Linked DNA regions of Mus musculus: region 1 is linked to region 2. The links are chromatin contacts, called in public promoter capture Hi-C maps. All regions are on one chromosome and are shown on one strand. The core of a region is the stretch at or near the end of the contact, and the rest is flanking DNA. Distances in the headings are between cores, read along the strand shown.

Region 1 (6,138 bases), core at 2,364-4,863, 2.9 Mb before region 2:
TTCTTAGTCAAAGGCAGTGCTGGCTTGGGGGTTTGAGGGTACCCTAGGCAGGGGTGCTCAGACAGTCTGATATGCCTTGCTCCCTGAAGCAGCCCTGGGTGCTCTCTGTGAACAGACCACAGGCAGACATTGAGTTCTCAGTTAACTAATGCTACAAGGGCAAGCCCTGCGTGCTCGACTAACCGATAAAACAGTGGCAGTGTTTGCCAATATGGCCACAGTACTGGCTGCGGACAGAATTTCATTCATTCCAAACTCTTCAGGTAGTATGACCCTATAATTTACTGACATATACATTCAGGGAGGTTATTTTAGCCAGCTTAGACACTAGCACTTCCGAGGACTGCTGGCCATCCTGGTCTGGTCCTGATAGACCCTTCAGCTACACCGTCTCCTCACCTTGTTTCTGTCTTCCTTGACTTTGAAACAGCCTTGAACGCCCCCATCCCACCAGGCTTCCCTTCTCTGACATCGGCCGAGGCTGCAGTAGGTGAACGTATTTCTCTCTGCCCACTGCTCCAGGAAAATCATGGCTGCTCCAGTGGGGTGGGACAGAGCGGGTGTCACGCTCTGGTTCTGGAGTCTGTGGGAAGGAGAAAACTATGCAGCCAGGACCCGAGAGACAGGAAGATGTGCACGTGCCATCTGGAGGGGAGAATAATGCTTCCGGATAGTGACACCCCTTTCCTGGGCACGTCTTAGCCTTGCCACTCCAGGTTGCAAATGTGTTTTCTCTCAAGTTTGCAGGACTAAGTGTGGCTGTTTGTCCTCAGGGAGGGGGTGGGGTGTAAGGTAAGCTGTACAGGTTTGAGGGGAAAACTGTCCCTGTCCCTTTAGCTACTGGGTGACTCTTTCTGAGAAGGTTCTATGCCTTGGCTTGTTGCAGTCTCAGCATAGGGACGAGTTCTCCAACCCGATCTCTCTTCCCCTTTCTCCCCCAAACCCGTCTCATCATTTTCCCTCTGGTTCATATGCTCCCTGCTAGATGGTTCTTGCTAAATTCAGAAAACTGAAGCTCGCTCTTCCAAAGAGCCTTCTTTCTCTTCACTCTCTATGTATTTCTCGCTGAAGAAAGGACCTAAAAAAAAAAAAGAAAGAAAAGAAACCTGCCCATGAACTTGTGCCGGACATCGGTGGTCACACAGGTGTAGGTGCACCAGGCCAAGCCTGGAGGTCGCTTGGCTAACTCCTTCTATCTTAATTATTTCTCCATCAGGTAATTGAGATGGCCAACACCCTACTATGGAGATAGCACTCTTGGGCTAAGGCTTTGTGCACAGGAAGTCAAAAATGTGTTCAAGTTAGAACCTCCTTGAGGGGATGGGACCCACCCTCACATCTGCTCAGGGTAGGCATCAAGGGCCACCGAGTTTTCAGGGTTTGCCACTGAGATTTCGCTCCCCGTAGGTTGCCAAACTCCATCAGACAGACACACACCACCAGCCAAACGCACTACAGGCATAACTGGGGCTGAGAGACAGTCTTCTCACGAGCTCATGACGGAGGGGAGCATTTGTCACAAAACATCATTTTATTAATTGATTAATTTTTTTTTTTACAAAAATAAACAATTTAATGAACGAGAAGTATAAAAGCTTCTGGGTACGCAAACTCCAGGAGGGGGAGGAGCCTGGCCTCCAGGAGGGGGAGGAGCCTGGCCTCCAGGAGTGGGAGGAGCCTGGCTGCGGCTGCTCCCTGGCTTTCACTGAAAGCAAATGAGGCAGAGAGGCCCCGACCCTACCCCCACCCCAGTCCTGGCTCAAATGCAATCTGCTCCTCCACTCTAGTCTTGGCTCATATGGATGCGAGCACTGCTGCCCACGGCCTCGGGGCTGGCCTAGGAGCAACCTCTAGGGAGAGGCCCGAGAGCCTTCTTCCCAGTGCTGGTTCACTCACATCTCCGCATCCCGCGCTCTCCATTTGGAGCGGAGCTGAGCTGAGAGAGCACTCTGAGACTGGTTGTCCCCAGGCAGCTCCTGCCCACGGTGGCTTATGCAGCAGCAGTGTTCTGGCTACATTCTCAAAGCATGAATGCAGTAATGGGCTGCCCACGGGACTGTCCCAGTTAAGACCAGCCTGAGCCCTGCTCACAGCCTACAGCTCCAGAGAGGCAATCGGGTTCCAACCAGTCTGGGACTGAAGCTGGCAAACTCACATTTTAACATTTTTGCATATTGCACGTTTTGTCCTGGTCACATCAGTTGCTCTGGGAGCTAGCTTTTGTCTGCAGGGGTTCCCAGGTGGGATGCAAGTCACGCCTGCAGCAGGCAAGCCCAGCTGGTCAGCTGAGCCCACAACCAGTCAACCAGGGGCCTTCACATATGTGGTCTTGCCGGCATCAGGGACCACTTGGTTCCATCCAGTCTTAAAAAAGACCAGCTTCCGACCTAGGGGCAGAGATAAGAGTTTACAGATCTGGGTAATTTTCTTCTTGGAGGTAAGACTACTTTCTATAAAGTGACTGACTTGAAGGATATATATATATATATATATATATATATATATATATATATATATATCATCACCATCTCTGCCTGCCCTCTGGCTTTTCTGAGGGGAGCCCTTCACATCTTTTGGAGACGTATAGCCATTCTTTTGAGATACCCCCTCCCTCTGGCTCACCTGTCCAGGTGGTCTGGTTGGTGACCACAAAGGCACGACACTGAGCATGGCTCTCACAGACATCTATAGCCTCAGCCAGGTTGAACACGGACAGGAGGCAGCCGCCGTGGTGATAGGATGGCCAGCAGCGATAGTCCTCCTGTGTGATGGCACTGTCCGGGATGCGCTGGTACTCTAAGAGTTAAAGGGAAGAGAGTGAGAACTGTGTGCCCGGGGCGGGCGAGGGCTGAGGATGGCTCTGTGAGCAGGGATCGCAAGACTCATTTGCTAGACGAAAGCTGAAGTCCAGGCCAGTGCACCCAGCCTGGAAATGAAGGCAGCGAGAGCTCTTCAAGCTCACATTACAGCTAGGTAGACTTGGGTTTGAGGGCACACACATCTCTTAGATTTAAGGCCACGTAGCTAGTATCAACAGCATAGAACGAATGGCATATGTGGGCCAGGCACGTACTCAGAGATAACCAGCTGTCTGTGTCGGAGCTCAGGGAGTTTTAGACATGCAGGACAAGGCTTCTCACACATCGTGGTACATGTGCACTTTCATGCAGTATTACCGAAATGTAGGTACTGATTTGGGAAGGCCTGGGGTGGGGCCTGAGGATTCCTGACTCGATTCTAGTCCTGTCCACGCGGGGCAAGGGTTCAGAGCCCCTCAGACATACTTGGTCCTGACTTTGCGGAGAGGCCAGCTAAGCTTCTAAGATAGACCTGGGACTCCAGCAAAGGAGTTTGCGGTTAAGAAGCAGGTAGATGGACACAAAATGCCACAATTCGGGGTTCAAGGACTTGAGAAGGGTTGGGAGTTCCCTGTGGTTCAGAGCCTCAGATGCTCAGTGAGTGCAGAGGCTCTTCAAGAGGCTGAGAGGTGGGCCTCTGGTTCACTGGTCTTTCCCACCACCCTAGGAGCCCCAGTTGCTGCCTGATAATGCAGAAGCCCTGGGCCTCTGGCCACCCCACCCTCCTGCCTCCTTCTCCTGCCAGGGACCAAAGTCCAGGCAGGGTTGCCTGTGATTTATGGCCCCATAAACGGAGTCCTCAGGGACAGAGCCAGCCATTGTTCACCTCGTTAAACTTTATTTACAGGGCTAACGAGGGCTCCCCCACCCCTAAGGCTGGTCAGGCCTCCTTGAAAATGGAGGCTGCTCCCCCCATACCCCCCAACCATTGCTAAACCCTTAGGCTTCTGTAGAGGGACCACTGCCTGTAACAGTAGCTATAGTTCCCCCCCCCTCCCTGGGGGAAACAGCTTCTTGGCTGGTTTCAGAGTAGGCTGCCCCCTCCTCCGGCTGCCCTCCATGCCCCAGGAGTGCAGAGGAAGGGAAGAGAAGCTAATGTGTGTTGTGATCCAGCTGTGTAACAGGCACTGTGCTAATTGCTTTTACACACCTTGTAGGCTAGTTAATCCCCATAAGAAAGTTTGCTAGGTGAATTATTTTGAACCCAATTCACAGTTGAGAAAAAAAGAGGCCCCAGGGGTAAGTCATACAGCCAGCTCCTTGGAGGGGTTTGAAGCCATTCTTACAGAGGGTGTCAGTGCTCACCCAACTGCTCAAGGCAAATGCTTGCTGTTTCAGGTTAGTCAGAGGCAGGGCTTCAAAGCGAGAGTGGCCTTTGGAGACCAAGTCTCTGAAGAAAGTAAGTAATAGCCCAGTGGGTGGAGGTCACTCACTCATAATCCTGCTCCTGCCTGCCCAGTCCCTGGGTTCCTGCCCTGTCCATCACTCACCAGCCCTGCTGCTTGTAGAGTTCTGCAGGTACTGCCCACTTCGGAACAAGTGTAGCGCTGTCTCCAGCTGGGCCAGGGTCTCATCCACCCCCCAGGCGAGCTCTCCTGCAAAGTGTGGTATGGTTACTACCACATGCCCGGTTACCACCACATGCCTGGCTCCCACTCCCATTCCTCCCATGGGAAGCCACCCTCTTTCCTTCCCGAAGCCAGGACTTGGTGGCTAAGGAGGGTCCTTACCACAGAACACTATCTTAGAATATAATGGGTCCTAGACCTTGCATGTCCCAGGGTCATGCTTGTCCCTATTTCTGATAGGGCAGGGGCAGGTAATCCGATGTGTACGGGTCCTGAGGCTTACCCGTGGCATTGACGATGCTATCCAGGAGAGGTCGGAGGGAAGGCGGGGCACTGTGTGGCAGGAGGTATGTGAAGAAGAACCTGTGGCAGAGAGGAGGTAGGGGCTCAGGGGCCCAGCCTTTGGAACTACATCCCTTCCATTAGCAATGGACTTCAACGTGGTCTGGGAAAGAAACCTCACACAGGGACCAGGCAGGCCTACACTACTTAGCTGTGAGGCATGGGCTTGGGCTCAGTTGTGACTACAGCTGATTGCAGACCAAACTGGGCCCAGAGGTCCATTTCTCTCCCCGTCCTCATCTTCCAGGCCACACTGTCCTCTGTTTGACCCGGTGGTGGAACAGCTCCATAGTTGGGGCTTCTCAGCTTCGAGGAGCTTTGTAAAGGTTAAGAGCTAGGGTGGAGAAGGCACATGCCAGTCCTGGCAGTCTCAGGCCCTGAATGCGACACTATTTTAGGAAGCCTCCAGCTGCCCCTCCAACCTAGCTCTCCTCAGCACTATCTATTCTTAGCTCCACAGCCACATTCGATCCTGCCTGGGCCCCTCAGTTCCCTAGGTCAAGGTTATTCTCCCTGGTTGGCTCTTACTCCACCAGTCCCCTTAGCTGGAGTCCCACCACGTATGGTCATTACCTGTAGGCATTGTAGAGGTTCCGTTTCTCATTCATGCCCTCGCACCAGCCCTGGGCCGAGCAGGGCAGGCTGAAGTTCCTGGCTGGAAACTCTAGCGTGCAGTCGGCACTGCTGGTGCACGGTGTCTCTTCCACGCGGGCATCATCCAGGTCTGTCACTTTCAGCTCCCCGTTCACTAGCACAAACTGCCGAGGGCGGAAGTCAAGCAGGGTGACCGAGCCCAGCGGGGAGTGGGCCAGGTGGTGGAGGAGGCGGCCAAGGCTGAGGCAGATCTGAGGGTGGGTCACACATAGGCTGGGTCAGGCCTGCTGGACTCACAGGCTCTGGCTTTAGCTTGGAGGTTGGCCTTTCTCTTTTTCTGGTCCCATTGGAAAAGTCATTGGTCTCTAACTGACCCTTGGCTGGACTAACCATTAGGAGTGAGATAGCAACAGGAGTGTTGAATGTGGCCTCAGTGTGTGGAACTAGGGCAGTGGCTCTCAACCTCCCTAATGCTGCGACCCTTTAATACAATTCATGTTGTGGTGACCCCACCACCACCACCACCATCAGGAAATTATTTTTGTTGCTACTTCGTAACTATAATTTTGCTATTGTTATTAATCATAACGTAAATCTGATATGCAGGATATCTGATATGCAATCCCTGAGCAAAGGGTCTTTTGATCCCCAAAGGGGTTTTGACCCTCAGGTTGAAAGGAAGCATCCAAATGTGTAAAAGGTGTGTGTGTGAGTGCATGTCGGGGCACACACGTGTATGTGTGTCCACACACCTATGCACACACTTGCCCTCATGG
Region 2 (7,009 bases), core at 3,627-6,126:
AACATTTAAAAAAAAGAAAAAATTAAATCTTTAAAAAATATTTGGTAAGATAAGCTATTGTTCTTTTTTTATAACTTGTTCTTCCTGGTATTTCTTTTATCATATAAGCAAATGAAGTGCAAAAACATTTTACCCATGACAAAAAAAAAAGAAGTTCTCACTGAAATTGTGCCAGATTTTTATGTTAACTGGGAGAACAGGAATTTTTCTTTTTCCAAATCTTATCCAAGCTGGACATGGTGACACATAGCTTTACTCCCAGCACTTTGTAGGTAGAGACAAGCAGATTTCTATGAGTGCAAGGCCAGCCTGATCTATATGGCACATTCCAGGCCAGTCAAGACTACATTCTGAAACTCTGTCTCAGACAAACAAACAAACAAACAAACAAAATTCTATTCAAGAGCACTTCAGTTCTTTCCAGGTTTTCAAGACGGTTTCATGGTTTTTCTGTTATAAATCTGTACCTTTTTTTTTTTTTAAGGTTTTTGGTTTTTTGCGACAAGGTTTCACAATGTAGCCCAGGCTGGCCTGGGATAACCCTTGTCTGCCCTCAGGCCCATGGTACCCTCATGCCTTGACCTCCCAAGTGCTTCAATTACAAGTATGAACCACCATGTGTGGTCAAGATGCTGGGACATTTTGAAGGCTTATCTATTTTGCTTTATGTAGATGTAGTTCTCTTCCACATATGCATATGTATTACATGTGTGCCCACTTCTCACATACATCAAAGAGGTTGTCAGATCCCCTGGAAAAAAGAGGTACAGCTGAACCCAGGTCCTCTGGAAGAACAGCAAGTGCTCTTACACCAGAGCCATGTCTTCACGCCAACGACCCCGCACGTTTAAGTGTGGAAGTACTTTCTAAGTCTTCTTCGCTATAAATATTTTGTATGACATTTCCCCCGTTTTTATATAGCTGGCTGTGTAGTCTCTATTTTTTGTGTATTTATTTTTACATCCACCTATCATACTAAATTCCTTCATCATTTATGTAAAATGTAAAATATTTATTAAGTGATTCTTACAGATCTTAGCTGAAAGTCATAGAAGTAGTTACTAGGTGATTTTTATCCTTTTTTTTTTTTCCCGTTTGTTTTGAGATGTTAGACATGGAATCCAAGGGCTCGCAGCTTCTGGACGAGGACTCTGCCATTGAGCCATACTTCCAGTCTAACCTCAGTACCTTCACACTAATGACTTAATTGTCTCACCTAATAGCAGCTGCTAGGGTTTTCAGAATTAGTTTTACTAATAGTGTGGAAAGAAAACATCTCTATTTAGGACCATTTAGACTGTCTTCTATGCCTGGGCCTGTAGCTCAGTTGGTGGAGTGTTTTCCTACTGCTCACAACGCTCTGTGTTTGATCCCCAGTGCCTTACAAACCAGGTGAAAGCACCCCTGAGACCCCAGAACTGAGCGGTAAAACGGCTGGAGTATCACAAGTTCAAGGTCATCATTTGGCTACAGATAGAATAGCAGGCCAGCCTGGGCTATATGAGACCCATTCTTAACAACAAAACAATAATAATATTAATAATAAACAATAGGATCGTAAGTTAAGAAATGGCAGGAGGAGCCATGACTGCTCCTGTTATTTTTTTTTCCCCTTAGTGTCAACAGGGTTGACTGCTACACAAAGTGAAATGTGGTTGCCTCCCCTCCTTCCATCTTAGTTAACTGGGCATCACTGTCACCATGGGTGGAAAAAAATAACTGTACCATTCCTTTTATAGAAGCAAGATTTGCAGAAGGAATTTTTTTTTTCTGAGATAAGGTCTTGTGTTTCCTAGGCTGATCTCTAACTCATGATTCCCCTGCCTCAACCCAACTTTCTGGGATCACAGACACACACCATCACACCCAACTCTCCTGGAGAGAATTTCTACACTCAAGTGTGTGCTCCTATTAATGAAGAATGTAGACTGGAAAGCACATTTGGAGGGGAAAATAAGCAAGATTCCACAGGGATAAGCAAGATTCTATGGGAAAGTAGCAGGACTTTTCTAGAAAATGTCTTCTGGCAATTCCAGATCTTTCTTGAGATCTTTCTTGTTGTAAGTTACCCATTCTGTACTGAGAATCCCTTCCTCTCGGAGCCCAGGAATTAATTAATTAATGTGATGTTAGGAATTGAATGTGGGTTAAGGCTGAAGCAAGTGCTTGTCCCTAGTTCCCTGGGATTCCATACTCTGACTTTGATAGTCTTTGAATCATTGTCTACCATGAAATAATAAATGTCCCTTACCAGTCTACGTGGCCTGCACACTCCCTTTATCTACCTTTCCTTGCATCTCCAAAATTGCAGTGGTAGCCTTTAAAATACACATCTGGGGCTTGGCAGGTCTTTGAGGAAATACTGCTAAAGCTTTAGAAAATGTTGGCCGATCTCTTGCTCATGCAGATCTGTATATAAAGTCATGATTTTCAACCTACACTCTTTGAAATCTCCAGGATTGATCTCTGCCCATGTCTTTCTAACTCTGTCCTTATTTGTGTCTCTGTCTCCCAGCTGTGTGTGTGTGTGTGTGTGTGTGTGTGCACGCGCGCATGTGTGTGTTATGTACATGTCTGTGTATGGATGCATGAGCCAATGTGTGAATGCTAAGACAGAGGCTGGAGGAAACCATCAGTTGTCCTCCTTTATGGCTGTCCTTGAACCTGGAGCTTCTGTTTTTCTGCCAGGCTGGCAGCCAGCAAGCCACAGATATGTCTCCAGCCACCCCCCATGCCCAGAATGCTGGGGTTACAGGCTTGTGAGACCATGCCCAGCTCATTACAAGAGTGCTAGGATTGGAACTCGCGTCCCTGTGGTTGTGCAGGTCTACTGACACGTCTCTCTAGGGTGACTCATATGTAGCTGAAGTTGCCCTTGAACTTCCGATCCTCCGGATTCTAGCTCTCAAGTGCTGGGATTATAAGCACGTGCCACCATGTCCAGTTTCTGTGGTGCTGAGCACTAAATGCAGGTCTTTTCTGCAAGCAAGGTGCTCTACCCAACTAAGCTCTGGCTCCACCAGGCTTTCTTGAGTGCTTTGAGGGGCTAAGCAGAAGCTTCAGGGTCCTGGGGTCCCCCTCTGGGTCCCCCTCACACAATACCTGCATTTGTTTGATTCCAATCTTATAATTTTTGGAAAGGATTTTCTTTTTTTTATTTTATTTTAATTAGGTATTTTCTTCATTTACATTTCCAGTGCTATCCCAGAAGTCCCCCATGCCCTCCCCACACCCACACCCACTCCCCTACCCACCCACTCCCACTTCTTGGCCCTGGCGTTCCCCTGTACTGAGGCATATAAAGTTTGCAAGTCCAATGGGCCTCTCTTCCCAGTGATGGCCGACTAGGCCATCTTCTGATTCATATGCAACTAGAGACACAAGCTCTGGGGTACTGGTTAGTTCATATTGTTGTTCCACCTATAGGGTTGCAGACCCCTTTAGCTCCTTGGGTACTTTCTCTAGCTCCTCCATTGGGGGCCCTGTGATCCATCCAATAGCTGACTGTGAAGGATTTTCTTTTTAAAATCTGTTTCTGCTCTTCAAAAGCAAAGGTTATAAAATTGTAAATATAGGGAAACAGAAACTTGGAAAATTGCATCTGAAAAGGGAAGGCCGGACTGTCATGAAATTAGCTGAAGAACTACACTGTAAAATTAACAGGGATCTGAAGAAGACCGCGGGCTCTCCTGCCCCTCCCCCAGGGTGACCTAGAATACTCACCCTCCTTCCCTACATACACGTACAATTACAAAAACTCAGGCTTGCCTATTACTTTCCAATTACTGCTGGGACCAAAATGGAAATGTTGGCACTTCAGGGAATTGAAATTAATTGAAAGCAGACTTGAGTTAATCTCCACTTCAGTGTCCTTTGCTGAATGGGTCTTCAGTGCATATTTCTAATTTAGTAGAACAAGAACTTTCTGTGTTGGGGGAAGGGTGCCAAGGAAATATTTCCCCAAAACTTAAATAATTCATCAGAACAAAGCCTGCAGACATGATCAGAAAGGAAAGTCTATATAACCTCTGTGATGTCCAACAACTACTGAAGACATTGTGCGAAGCATGCATTGGTGTTCATTTGTCCCTATGTCAGCTAAAATCAACGTCACTTGATGATGAGTAACACTGGCTTGTGTGTCATCATTTTTAACGCAAAGTCAGAAACATTGTACTTGGTCATCAGTGGGCACAGTGTTTACCCCCAGTCATTTCCCACAGACTGAGCCTCACCTCAGAGCGTGCCCTCCCTACACAAGCCGTACCACCTCACATGGCGGTTAGTTTTCTAGTTTTCTGGGTTTAATTGCTTCATGCCACAGCAACTACCCTTAAAAAAAAAAAAGCACAGCAAAATAAATAAGTAAATAAAAAGAGATAAAGCATTGATTCCTTTGTGGACTCTGTACTACTTGATTTCTGGTTTATGGTTGTTTTGTTTTGAGAGAGAAAAGATCTTGCCATGAAGATCTGGCTGGCCTGGAATTCGACTTGGGGCCCACGATGGCATCAAACTCAGAGCAGCCCTCTTGCCTCAGCCTCCCAACTACTTTTAGGTCTTTGAGTAAAACAGATTGAGTAGATGATTTTAAAAAGCGAGGGAGCCTGACTGAGTGATGAGGGAAAGACTGAGGGAAAAGGAGAGGAGGAAGAGCGGTTGGGGCACTGAGGCAGCTGGTAATGATGCCTGATGACCTAATTCCAGCAATTTGTCCTCTGACCTTCACATAGTGTACCGTAGATGCATGCTCCCCCGCCACTACCACCACACACACACACACACACACACACACACACACACACACACACAAGGAGGGGACTGTGGCTGACAACTCAAAGAACACCGAACTGGGCTGATGAAATGCAGTGTGTACTTTCTGACAGATAACTTCACTTGTTTGTGTATCCTCAGACAGAGCCCCATTAAGTAGCCCCGATTAGCCATAAACTTGGAATTCTTCTCACTCAGCCTGTCACACCAGCACACCTGACACTAAGTAAAAGTTAGGTGGCGAGATGGGCTGCATTCTAGACATTGGAGAATTGGTTCCTTTAAAAGCTGAAAAGAAATTAAGCAGAACAAATATCTGTGGGAAGGACCAAAAGGAGGGTAAGCCAGGTTCGGGGTCACACGCCTGCAATCTCAACCCTCTGGAGGCTGAAGCAGAAGGCTTTTTGAGTTCAAGGTCAGCTCAGGCAACATCACAACACTCTGAGAAGAGGAGGGGAGGGGAAGGGAAGTGAGAGGAAAGGAGGGGAGTATGGGGGGGGGGAGAAAAGGACGGTCCGTTATCGATCCTTTCAAATAAAGTCCAAATAATATCCTAGGAAAGTCTTAGAGATAGCAATGACTTGTATATAATCTCCTGCAAGTAAGATGTAATATGTAAACCACTGAGGTCGTTTTAGGATTCTGATATTAAATCTACTCTAAGATGATGAATTCTCACGTATCTTAAATAAAATACCATAAACAACGGATAGTACTGTGACAAATATAATTTGCTCTAGAATATCTTTATAAGTCTGTTCATATAACTCTGTAATCAACATAATAAAAGGAAGCAAGAAGTATAATGTGACCCCTGGAAGTCACCTAATGAGAGAAAACAAATCTCACAGTGTGTAAGTACACGGGGTTTAAACAACGCTGTCATGAGGGCTGAAGAGATGGGTTAGCACTGGCTGGCTGCTTTCAGAGGACCCAGGTTCAATTCCCAGCACCCACGTGGTAGCTCAAGTCACATGTAACTCGAGGCCCAGGTAATCTGACTCCTTTCCTGGCTTCTGTGGGCGTCAGGCGCAGAGTGAGTTACATAGACATGCATGCAGGCAAAGCACTCATACATGGGAATTTTCTAAATGCATAAATGAAGGCATCTCAAAGATAATGTGTTTTTTACGCCTATGTCAAAACTGAATCACCAAATATATAGCTAGCTTTGACTACACATCGGGCTCCTCAGGTGAGAGCACTCAACCTCCTCCCCGCTCCAACCACACTCCCCAAAGGGCCTCAGGTGCTCTCAAAAAAAAAAAAATCTGAGAAAGCAATGTGAATTTTCACCCAGCAGACTATGAGAAACATGGTATTTACTACAGATGCCATTCAAAATAATGATTAGAAGAGTCATTCAGGGGTCAAGTGCGGGTCCTGGGTTTGTTTCCCAATACCAAAACTTAGTGGATAGACTGGCGAGGAAAACAAAACTATTTTATTCTATCAGCAGCGCAAAGTTCCCCTAAGAGAAAGCCTGCACCCAGCAACGGGCTTGAAGAACCAAGAGTCAGCAGGACTCCTAGACAACTCTCACTTTCCAAACCAACTCTGGTTCCCCACCACAGCCCTGGTGTGTCCAGAGCCAGCGGGAATCTAGAGAAAGCACTCAGAGCGGACCATTCCTTAGCTCAGGAGCACAGATCTTCCTTATATCAGAATGTGAACGGCCATTGGTCCTCCGAGCTACTCCATTGCCACGTTATTATCTTGCTTACTTGGGATTGGGTAATTTGGCTGAGTTGATGTGTCAAGACCTGGCAGGAAGAGAAGCGTGACGGCCTGCTCTCTCACGGCCAGTGCCTGCTCTGAGGTGAATGAGTACATGTTTAAGCCTCGTGTGAGATAACACAACTCATCAAAACTCAGGCCCTTCTTCCGGGGGCCCCTCTGTCTCTTGTTGTTGCTTGGTATACCTGAGTGTGTCAGAGTGGCTTTTGATAGCCTGGGTATTTCCTGAGCTGTGGTTCTGGCAGGAAGGTTCTGTGGCTCTTTCTACCCTGACTAGATTTTTTTCTGTCTCTGTCTCTCAAACATGTTGCCCAGCTGGACTCAGCTAAGGAGAAGCCTCTCAGGGGCTCTCAGTGAGAGGGAAAGCTCATGCCTTTCCTTCCAGCCCATGGGAGATCTCTGTGAGTTCAAGGCCAACCTGATCTATATAGTACGTTCCAGACCAGCCAGGGCTACATAGTGGGACTCTGTTACAAACAAACAAACCATCAATTTAAAT

The links. Promoter capture Hi-C pulls out the DNA fragments that hold promoters and counts their contacts.
Region 1: a contact with region 2 is called in a promoter capture Hi-C map of liver, with 2.5 times the contacts expected there. The contact joins two enhancer-like sites. A contact is called at or near these places in 2 of 39 promoter capture datasets (hippocampal neurons and liver).

What each region holds. Positions count from the first base shown.
Region 1 is chr17:83,220,441-83,226,578 of GRCm38.p6, reverse strand. Pkdcc (protein kinase domain containing, cytoplasmic) reads right to left here. Exons shown (of 7, transcript NM_134117.2): 3 at 5,342-5,613; 4 at 4,710-4,789; 5 at 4,349-4,453; 6 at 2,623-2,796; 7 at 1,510-2,387. The coding sequence ends at 2,302. Among named protein-coding and RNA genes, the nearest start is that of Pkdcc, 8.2 kb to the right of the region's middle. Within about 2 kb of position 3,613, at least 39 of the 459 cell types and tissues checked have an H3K27ac peak or open chromatin away from gene starts, as enhancers often do. A contact at or near this core is called in liver, where this site is marked.
Region 2 is chr17:80,323,453-80,330,461 of GRCm38.p6, reverse strand. All of the region lies in intron 1 of Arhgef33 (Rho guanine nucleotide exchange factor (GEF) 33), which reads right to left. Among named protein-coding and RNA genes, the nearest start is that of Arhgef33, 20 kb to the right of the region's middle. Within about 2 kb of position 4,876, at least 6 of the 459 cell types and tissues checked have an H3K27ac peak or open chromatin away from gene starts, as enhancers often do. A contact at or near this core is called in liver, where this site is marked.